2 separate regions of the Rattus norvegicus genome follow, and region 1 is linked to region 2. A link is a contact called in public Hi-C data. All regions are on one chromosome and are shown on one strand. Each heading gives the region's core, a stretch centred on a gene start, on an enhancer-like site or on the middle of the called end of the contact. The rest is flanking DNA. Distances are from core to core; before and after follow the strand shown.

Evidence for each region. Hi-C and Micro-C count contacts between places; a contact is called where the count stands out from the background.
Region 1: a contact with region 2 is called in a Hi-C map of mammary epithelial cells, with 1.8 times the contacts expected there. The contact joins the promoter of Ing4 here to the promoter of P3h3 in region 2. A contact is called at or near these places in 3 of 12 Hi-C or Micro-C datasets (the A7r5 cell line, kidney and mammary epithelial cells).

The regions. Positions count from the first base shown.
Region 1 is chr4:159,525,379-159,530,241 of GRCr8, forward strand. It overlaps Ing4 (inhibitor of growth family, member 4), which reads left to right and starts at 2,825. Exons shown (of 8, transcript NM_001079887.1): 1 at 2,825-2,865. The coding sequence starts at 2,829. LOC102554095 (a long non-coding RNA gene) reads right to left here. Exons shown (of 5, transcript XR_010065933.1): 3 at 1,732-1,782. Zfp384 (zinc finger protein 384) reads left to right here. Exons shown (of 11, transcript NM_001034830.2): 11 at 1-632.
Region 2 is chr4:159,345,605-159,350,570 of GRCr8, forward strand. It overlaps P3h3 (prolyl 3-hydroxylase 3), which reads right to left and starts at 2,400. Exons shown (of 15, transcript NM_001106620.3): 1 at 1,877-2,400; 2 at 439-591. The coding sequence starts at 2,368. Gpr162 (G protein-coupled receptor 162) reads right to left here. Exons shown (of 5, transcript NM_001108646.1): 3 at 4,933-4,966; 4 at 4,125-4,282; 5 at 2,865-3,850. The coding sequence ends at 3,299. LOC120102385 (a long non-coding RNA gene) reads left to right here and starts at 1,144. Exons shown (of 4, transcript XR_005503865.2): 1 at 1,144-1,824; 2 at 2,700-3,866; 3 at 4,051-4,103; 4 at 4,651-4,826.

The DNA of each region.
Region 1 (4,863 bases), core at 1,575-4,074, 180 kb after region 2:
AAGGGGGGCAATAGCTGATACATGGTCACCAAGGTGCCAGAGATTCCCCAGGTGACCAACGGTGGCTTAAGAGTGTGAGTTACCATTTTTCCTTACAACCTCCTTCCTTCTCTGCCAACCAAGGGCCTATATACTCAGTCTCACTACCCCAGTCCAAGGAGCTCTGGGAGCTGTGTAAGCTGTGTTCTCTGCGATGCCATCTGGGCTTTGCAGAGAAGGGAGAATTCAGGGCACACACAGGACTGGACTTAGCCTCCCTAGGTGCCACGGTCAGATGCCGGACATGGATTTATATATAAATATATATATATAAATATATATATATACCTGCTCATCACGGCCATCTTTGTTGTAACCATTTCTGTGTTTATAAATGCATTATCTCTGAGAATTTTCATATTGATGTTTTATTTTTGTCTTATTTTTTTTTTCTCCACCTTGTCCTCTGGCCATGGCATTTTAATTTTCTTTTCCCTTTCAATTTTTTTAATCATGGGAAATTTCAGATAAAAGAAAATTAAAATAATCAGGAATTATACAGTTGTTATAAAGCAATTTAAAAATGAAAAACTTATGTACAAACTAAGGGGTGTTTTTAGAACATTGTACAGAAATAAATTTGTGTTTAAGGATGAGAGGCAGTAAGCAGCTGATGTAAGCTAGCATGGGAAAAGACTATTTGGGGAGCTATTCCAGGACAGCACTAAGGATTTAAACTGGAACGTGTGGAGAATGGATGCTTGGGTGGTAAGCTACCATATGTTTTATTCCAAGGCCATTTTTAGTTTAGGAACATTTGTGTACAGATTCTGCCATAGAGATTGCACGCCTACTTATGTGAGACAAGAATTCATTTAACAAAATGGCTATATTCCTTACCCTTTGCCCTCAAAAACAAAAACAAAAAACAAAAAAAACCAAAAAACCCTGCCAGGCCATGATGGTGCACAACTTTACTCAGAAGGCTGGATCTCTGAGAGGCCACCGTGGTCTACAGAGCGAGTTCTAAGACAGCCTGGTCTACACAGAGAACTTTTGTCTTGCGCAGGTGGGGTAGGGGCACAGACATGTATGGCCTTTTGAAAGGTCCTGCACTACCTGTGCTTCACCTATTTTATCCAAATTCTATTGGGCACTGTGTTTGTATACATAATGTCTCACTAGACTCAAGTGCCTAAGACCAGATGTTTCCCGTGATGGAAACCATAACCTGCTACTGGGTTTAAGACTGAAGAAAACGGGGTTTGGGATTTAGCTCAGTGGTAGAGCGCTTGCCTAGCAAGCGCAAGGCCCTGAGTTCGGTCCCTAGCTCCGGAAAAAAAAAAGAAAAAGAAAAAAAAAGACTGAAGAAAATGCCAAATGTAGTGAGCTTCCCGTGATAAATAATGATTATCATGTTCACCTAAAATGGAAGATTGTTGTACTGCACAGAGCATAACAAGAAACCTAAGACTTCTCACACTGTACCATGAAAGGATTCAGCTAATTTCCCAAGACTGCTTCATGAAGATTAAATCCTTCATACGGTACTGAAAAAGTTGACAAGTGTTCTCATATCTGAGAACTGACCAGCTGTCATTACTTAGTGATGTGGGTAATAAGTCCCATTTAATTTGGGACGAGGCATCCAGGACAGTACCTCAGTATACCCCATTGTTGGTTACTGCCTGGTGTACTGGCCAACTACGGAGAGTTACAACCCCGTTCTCCTCACAGGATTGGAATCCGCACCTTTGTGGGTGAATATCCATTTCCACTTTCACTCGATGTTGTCTATTCTCACTGTATAGAAAAGAGTGGGCAGAGTAAATTATCTAACAGCATGCTTTTAAAATGGAGTCCACATCCCACTGCCTAACTTTAGCATCTGCTCAGTAGTAAACTTGGGCTTTTATGGTGCCCTTTACATATTTGGGCTAAGGGAGCTAGAACTTTATTTTAAAAGTGCTATGTGGTGTAAATTCTGTGAAAGATGTATCAATTCGAGGTGACACTATTTGCAAGACTCTACCACCACTATTACGGGGTTTGAGTTCTGTTTCCGTAAGATAGCAGCAACCTGCCGGACTCTTGCTTTTGTACAATAGCTGATACTTTTGACTACAGTGAAGGCTAATGTATATCAGTCTTCTGATATTTACTCGATGACCCAGTCTTTTCAGATCATGTTAATACCATACATTAGTTCAAATGTAAAACATAAACATCGGTTTTCCCATAGCACACGCCTTTAATCCCAGCGTTTGCGAGGCAGAGGTAGAGGCAGGAGGGTCTCACAAATTTGAGGACAGCGAAGGCTTCACAAACTTATAGAAGAGTGGTGAGAGATGCAAAGGGTTAAATTTGCAAAGCCTGACAACTTCTGAAGAAAGCATCTACCTTCTATTCTGCTTAAGCTGTTACTTCGATGATCACATTTATAATAGATAAACGAAAACACTCGATTCCCTATTTGTTGAAAGCGGTTATTTACATAATATAACTACACAGAACAGATTTCCCCCATTTACCAAACATTCCTGTTTTTGGAGGGAAAAAAAGTTTGCTAGAGAATGCAAAATGGCGACTTTGCGTGACGTCATACCTGTCGCAGGAACATACTAACGTCTTACTAAGGGCGGAAGCCAGGCTAAAGCAGCCTCGATGTGGGCGACCGTGAACAGGCGCGCAAAAACGTTCAATGCCGGGCGGATGTATCCGGGGACCGTAGTTTAGTAAGGGCGGAAGTTCTTTTAGGTACGGAAAGGTTGTAATCCAAGAATGGTCACAGCGCCTGTCGTTTCAGTCACTTCCGGGGAGGATCGGAAGTTGCTTTGTTTTGCTTCAAGATGGCTGCTGGGATGTATTTGGAACATTATCTGGACAGTAAGAGCCGACTGGAGAAGGGGACATGGGTCATAGAGTGGTGTAGAGGGTCCGGGTTGACAGACTATATGGCCCCGAGGTTCTGGTAAACTGAAGATCACAGTTGGGAAAGGGTTCTGAGGGAGGATTTATTCGAGGGTGAAGAGGGAGGGGGTGGGGCAGGGGGAATAGAGGCCTCGCTCAAGGTATAGACAAGGAAAGGGCTGTCCCGTGGGATCAGGGCTGGATTTTAAAGGGGTAAGGGTAGCAAGGAAAGTATTTGCTCACTCAGTTCTTGAGGGTAGATTATTTTCCTAAATTGTGCAGGATCGTTATTCACTGCCATTTGGAGCAGCTGCAAATATTTGGTCTAATTCCTTTATGTCTCAAAAGTGGCTTCTCATTAAGCTTGCTGGGTGGAATAGAGCGACCACTGAGTTGATCGCTGAAATGCTTTACTTTATGAGCAAAATCCAGTTCTCAAAAACGAAGATTCTGTCTCTCCCTTCCCCCTTCTCTCCCTTTCTTTTCCCGGCCTCCCCCACCACCACCTCTCTTCCTCTATCCCTCTTTCTCTCCCTCTCTCTTCCTCCCCCCACCCCTGCCCTGTGTGTGTGTGTGTGTGTGTAAGAGACTTCAAAGTGAGAAGTAGTCTGGGGATGTATTAGACAAACTGTTATGCCAAACTAAGGTATTCGCATCTTAAAATAGAGTATTGATTTTAATGAATTAGTTAACGGTAGCAAGCCAAGTCAGAAGTGTATTCTTAGAGAATGACCAAAAGTTTTCGATATTATAAACATGGCAAGATTGATTGAGAGGGAAAATCCAAGGTGAATTCTGCTTAGAAAATAAACTATATCATAGTGTAGCAGATTCAGGAGTAATAATTTAGTCTTTGCCTTAGAAATAGGCATAAAATCTGACAGTGAGATCATTCACGGAAAAGACACAGAGTAAAGAAAAGACAGTGAGCTCAAGAAACCAGCATTTAAAGGACTAGATGTCAGTGTTGGCATTGTAATAAGGCCTCTGGTCTAGTATTGGCAGTGCTAGCAGGAAGGAATTACTTGAAGGAGAAGGTAGTACCAACTGCCTCAAACTTCTTCACAAAGAGGAGTCATTTCATTTGATAATCTGTCTGTTACTAGAAGCACCTTCTTTTTTTTTTTTTTTTTTAATTTTTCTTTTTTTTCGGAGCTGGGGACCGAACCCAGGGCCTTGCGCTTGCTAGGCAAGCTCTCTCACTGAGCTAAATCCCCAACCCCTAGAAGCACCTTCTTGTTTTGACTTTTTAGACAGTATCTAATAAGGCCCAGGTTGACTTTGAATTTGCTACATAGCTGATGATGGGCTTGAACTCCAGGGCCTGCTTCCATCTCCAGTGCTATTGATAAGCACCAAGCCTTGTTTAGTACTAACAGTTTTTACATTTGAGTTAGAGTCACAGAAACACAAGTTTGGGAAGCACATACCTTTAATCCCAGCACTTGGGAAGATCTCTGTGAGTTCTGAGACCAGCCTGGTATATGTAGTGAGGTCTAGGCCAGCCAGAGCTACATAGAGACCCTGTCTTTATATTTATTTAGGAGACGACATTAGAGCACTTGCCTAATGGGGAATCCCCTGATACTAAAGTTCAGTCTTCACCTCCAGAGGGGGGAAAAATGAGGTTAAGCTGTGTAAAGAGATTTCACTCTTATGGAAAGGCTTAACTAATAATGCATTTGTTCAATTGTTTACTTGACACTTTCAGTATACAAGACAATTCTAAACATGAGGGAAATTTAAAGTGGATCCAGGTGTGTGTCCTGGAAGGTTAGGGAGACAGGCCCAGATTGCATTAATTATTTAGTTATGGTTGGATAAATACCAAAAATACTAGCTAGACTATCTTGACAGCCTGTCTGTGTAAGGCATTGTCGGAGTCTGGGCAAGTCTAGCTCTGAAATTGAACTTTGAAGACTAAACAGATGTGGAGTAGGGGAGCAGGTATGATGGGAGTGGGGTGAGGGCTCG
Region 2 (4,966 bases), core at 1,150-3,649:
CAAAAAGAAAGATGGAGGTGGGAAAGACATGAGCTTACAGGACTGGAGAGGTGGCTCAGTGGTTAAGAGCACTGACTTCTCTTCCAGAGGTCCTGAGTTCAAATCCCACAACCACATGGTGGCTCACAACCATCTGTAATGGGATCTGATGCCCTCTTCTGGTGTGTCTGATGACAGATACAGTGTGCTCATATATAATAAATAAGTACACTTTTCTTTAAAAAAAAAAAAAGAAAGGAAAGAATTGGGCTTACATAGAAACTACAGAAGCTTATCCTATTTCATACACCCAGAGGAAGAATGGGTGTGGTGGCCTCAGAATGAGAACGTTAGAACAGCACACTTCAGTGGCCGCAGGGCTAGGGAAAGACTCGTCACCAGGGCCACTGAGGAGCAGATCTCCTGATGCTCAAACTGCACAAAGACTGAGGATCTCACCCAATACAGGGGCGTCACCAGGTCCTGGAAACTCTGGGGTCGTATTGCAGACATTCTCCTATACTTAGCCATGTCTTCCCGCATCTGCAAGTGCGTTGGGTTCGCCACAAAGAAGGTGTGTGCTGCTGAAGCTGCCAGGTCCAACTTCTTCAACTAAATCCAAAGGGATGAGATATGAGTGTGTGTATATGCGGTACATGTGTGTGCGTGTGCGCGTGCGCATGGGGTGATGGTGTGTGTGTGTGCATGTGTGTGTGTGCGTGTGTGCATGGGGTGGTGGTGTGTGCGTGTGTGTATGCATGGGGTGTTGGGGGTAGTGGTGGTGGTATAAGTGTGTGTGTGTGTACATGTATGTGTGTGTGTGTGTGTGTGTGTGTGTGTGTGTGTGTGGGTGGTGGGTGGGTGGTTGGTATTTTAGACCTCTGTTCCTTCACCAGCTTCTCCCAGAGCGTTATGGAAGCCTAGCCAATCAGAACTGGGAACCACCAAAAATCCCTTGGAAGCCAGAATGTTGGGATCCCCAGGACTCTGGTACACTTCAGAGTGGTTGGGCCATGGACTGAGGACCTTAGGATCTCTGTTTTGAAGACAACGAAGTGGGAGGCCCAAGTAGATGAGGTGGGGGTGGGTTGGAGGGGGAGACCTTGAGTGACGAGAATCTGCAGGCCTCTAGGACCCTGAGTTCAGTTGTGTCACTAGCGCCCCTCCCTCCTCCAGCCACGTAGGCATCAGCCACCATCCTGGAAACTGCACAGTGCCCGGATTCCGACCTCAGCTGCTCTACTTCCTTCTCCAAACTAGCCCCCCTCCTTCAGCCTTTCTCTGCACCAAGAGAAAGCTTCTTCTCAAACTCCCACTCCTGAACGAACACACACACTTTCTCTGTCTCTGTCTGTCTGTCTCTGTCTCTGTCCCTGTCTCTCTCTGTCTGTCTCTGTCCCTGTCTCTCTCTGTCTCTGTCTCTCTGTCTCTGTCTCTGTCTTTGTGAGTGTGCGTGTGGGTTCGTGCGTGTGAGTGCGTGTATGTATGTATGTATGTATGTATGTATGTATGTATGTATGTATGTATGTATGTGTGGCTGGTTTGGGGCTCCTCATCTGCTTTTCGTATCTAAGAGGCTGCATTCATTCACCTAGACCCGCTTAAAAGAAAACAAATAAAACACTGCGGAGCCCTTCCTTCATATTCGGTCTACTCCCACTCCTCTTCATTCCACTTTGACTCCTCTCCTCCTTGCCCCGCTCTCTCCTGATCCTCCCTCTGCGGCCATCGCAAGTCCTGGCCACCGTTTCGATGGTACCCACTCAGGAGTCCGTTATACGCCCTCCACGAGTCCAACCCCGAGTCCAGGCGGCGAGCATCCCGCCCTCTCCTGGTCAGCTCCAAGTAAGACAGTCACTGGGCTTGGTTGGGGTAGCACCCTGGCCGGCCCCCGCACCTGGTAGTAGGCCCTCTGCAGGTAGTTGTAGGGCTCCCGCCGGCGGAAGGCATCCCGCAGCGCGCTCACCACGCGGAACCGCGCCGCGCCCCCCGGGCCCAGCCTCCCCGCCGCGCACTGGGTCAGGCACTCGGCGCGGCGGAGCGTGGCGCGCAGGAGCAGGGGTTCCCAGGCCCCGGGCCCCGAGACAGGCTGCGGGGCTCCCAGGATCTGGGCGGGGAGCGCGGCGCCCGGCTCGGCCGCGCAGCTCGCCCCGCAGTCCTGGCGCGCGCGGCCCAGCACTTCCCGGCTCCGCAGCGCCTCTCGCAGCAGAGCCACTGCGGGCGCCCAAGCCCCGGCCGAGTAGGCTCTCAGGCCGTCCGCGTAAAGCAAGTCCGGGGCCTGAGGAGGCGCCCCGGGCGACAACTGGGCCAGACCTGGAGGCTCGGAAGGCTCGGGGGACCCCGGGGGAGGCAGCAGCAGCAAAAGCAACAACCGCAGGAGCCGGAGCATGGTGCCCAGAGCCGCGGGCCCACCGCCGAAGGGAAATGCGGAGACCGGAGGGAGGGAGAGGAAGGGGGGGCAGGGGGAGGAGAAGGAAGGAGAGATGGAGAGGAGGAGGGAGAGGGAGAGAGAGGGAATGAGTGATGCTGAAACCTGCTGGGTTTAGGCCTGTCGCTGGGGAAACCGAAGTGAGACGGAGAGACGGAGCAAGAATTCCAAAGGACACAGGTCTAGTGTGGGTAAAAAAGGAAAATGGAGAAAGAAGGATGAAATAGGGGTCCTGGGAAGCCTGTGGCGTGGAGGTAACTTCGTTTCCGTCCATCTTGGGGTCCTGGAAAAGGATTCTGGACGCCCCTCACACGTTCATCTCCCCACGTTTCTGCCAACCCACCGTATGAAGAAGGATCTTCGAAACACTCCGTGGAAGAGGGTGACTCCGGGTGTGGGACACCAATTCTGGCACCAAAACTTTTCTACCCAGAAAGTGAGCACCCGGACGCATTTAGGGGAGATGAGGATTGAGCGCCTTTACTAATTTGAACAAGGATCCTTCCCACTTCAAACTAACACACTCAAGTGCCCCATGCTCCACCTCAGGATCAGTCTCTCCTAAGCCCATTTCTCCTGCCTGCATGTTGGGCTGTCTCTTTCTGTATCTCTTCCTCCTGCCCTTTCTCCATTTTGTCCTCTGTGAGCCATTCTCCCTCGCCCAAGCCACTGACCCATTTGCCACCGCAGTCGCTGAACACCAAGGTTTCCACGGCAACACTTCAGCCTTTTAATACATTTTGCTAAGGGTGAAGACGGGTGAGTTGGGTATCTGGTCACTTGGATGGGAGAGAGCTGGGGCTCTAGAGCCCAGATGTAGCCCCCCATCTCCCTGGAGGCAGCTGCCATAGACTCAGGGCCAGAATGAGGCAAACTCACTCACCCATGGCCTTACAGGGTCAACTGGGGGAAGATGGGGTTGCCTGGCCCCCAGGGTCTTCCCCAAGCCCTTGAACTCCCTTCACTCCCTGTAAGGGAACAGCGTCTTCCTGCACTTAACCCCAAAGGAAGTCCAACAGCTCGGCTCTCAGGAGACCCAAGGGAGAGTCGTCGAGGTGAAAAGCCCAGCGGCCTAGGCCTACGAGGAGAGGGTCCTGGTGATGCAGTTGGAGAAGGCAGAGGTGTCTCATCGATGAAGGTGGTGATCTCCTCCCGGAAAAAACCAGGACCTCGTGGGGGTCCCCCACCTGACCCCAGAACCCCACTTTCTAGAAACTGTCGAAGGCTGGCTAAGCCCCCACCTTCAGCCTCTTCCTCGTCCTCCTCATCCTCTATCCTGAGTCTCTGTCCCGGGTATTCTGGAGGACCTCCAAGGGCTCTGCTCTGGGCTGGGAGGATCCGGATATCATCAGACGATGACCACTTGTGCAGGAAGGAGCCTGGTGCCCGAGGAGTAGAAAAGACGTTGGTCTCATCATGGGATAACCGGCGGGACAAAGGAACCTGGGGAGAGGAGCAGGTGAGACCTGGAGGGAGGTGCTGCAGAGACAAAGGTAGAGGTGACAGGAACCAAAGCGGGGCCTCAGCAAGATGGCTTCACACTCTTCCTTTTCTCCAAAGCATTTACTCTAGTGGGCAAGCCTGGTTCCGAGAGATCTGAGGGAACCTTTCTTCCTCTTGTCTTTCCTTCACCTGACCCCTAGGGTACCCTGCAGTCCAAAGCCACAGAGTAGTGGTGCAGGGGACCAGAATGGAGGTGAGTCCTTCTGTCCCGTACCTGTAAATAGTGTACTCTCTCAAGGGGTGGGAAGAGCATGTGCCGACCCGGCAGCAGTTTCACCTGGGTGGGGTCCCGACTCCCTGACCCTGTGGCTCCATTAGCATCAAAGCGAATTTTGCACACGCGGCCGTCTGTGTAGTCATCACAGGCGCCATCTAGGAGAGAGAAGGAGCCAGGTGGTTACAAGCAGAGAACACCCACCCTCTCCCTATCCCCTTCATAAAGTCCGGGAGGAACCTTTGGTTCCCATTAGTCTGTAAGCCCCGGAGGATCTATGGCTGGCTGGCTTGCTTTCTGTCTTTCTTCCTTCCTTCCTTCCTTTCTTTCTTTCTTTCTTTCTTTCTTTCTTTCTTTCTTTCTTTCTTTCTTTCTTTCTTTCTTTCTTTCTTTCTTTCTTCCACTGAATCCATGGTCCTTTATACAGGCAGACAATTTTGCTTGTTCTCTAAGAATTTTCCCAAGAGCAGGGAATCTCTTTCAGGAAGCTTAGCTCCCCTTTAATGCCATACCTTCTTTTCATTAGGACTGACTGAGGACCCCTTCCCTGGGACTCTGCTTGGCATGGACCAAGCTGGGCAGTGTAGGCTTCCAGAGAGGAGCAGAGGCCTGGTGAAAGGCGCAGAAGGATGCAAGGCTCGGATGGCCAAGCACGTGATCAGGCTAGAGGGAGGCTGGAGTAGGCTCCAGCTTAGTCCAGCAGGGGGCACCCCAGGGCAGCACATCTCCTCAAGGAGAAGGGCAGTAGAAAGGACAGAAAATAGAGGTAGCTGTCCAGGAAAGAAAAGGCCCCCATCCCTCCTCTGACCGTCATCACCGTCATCCTCGGACATGATGGCCAC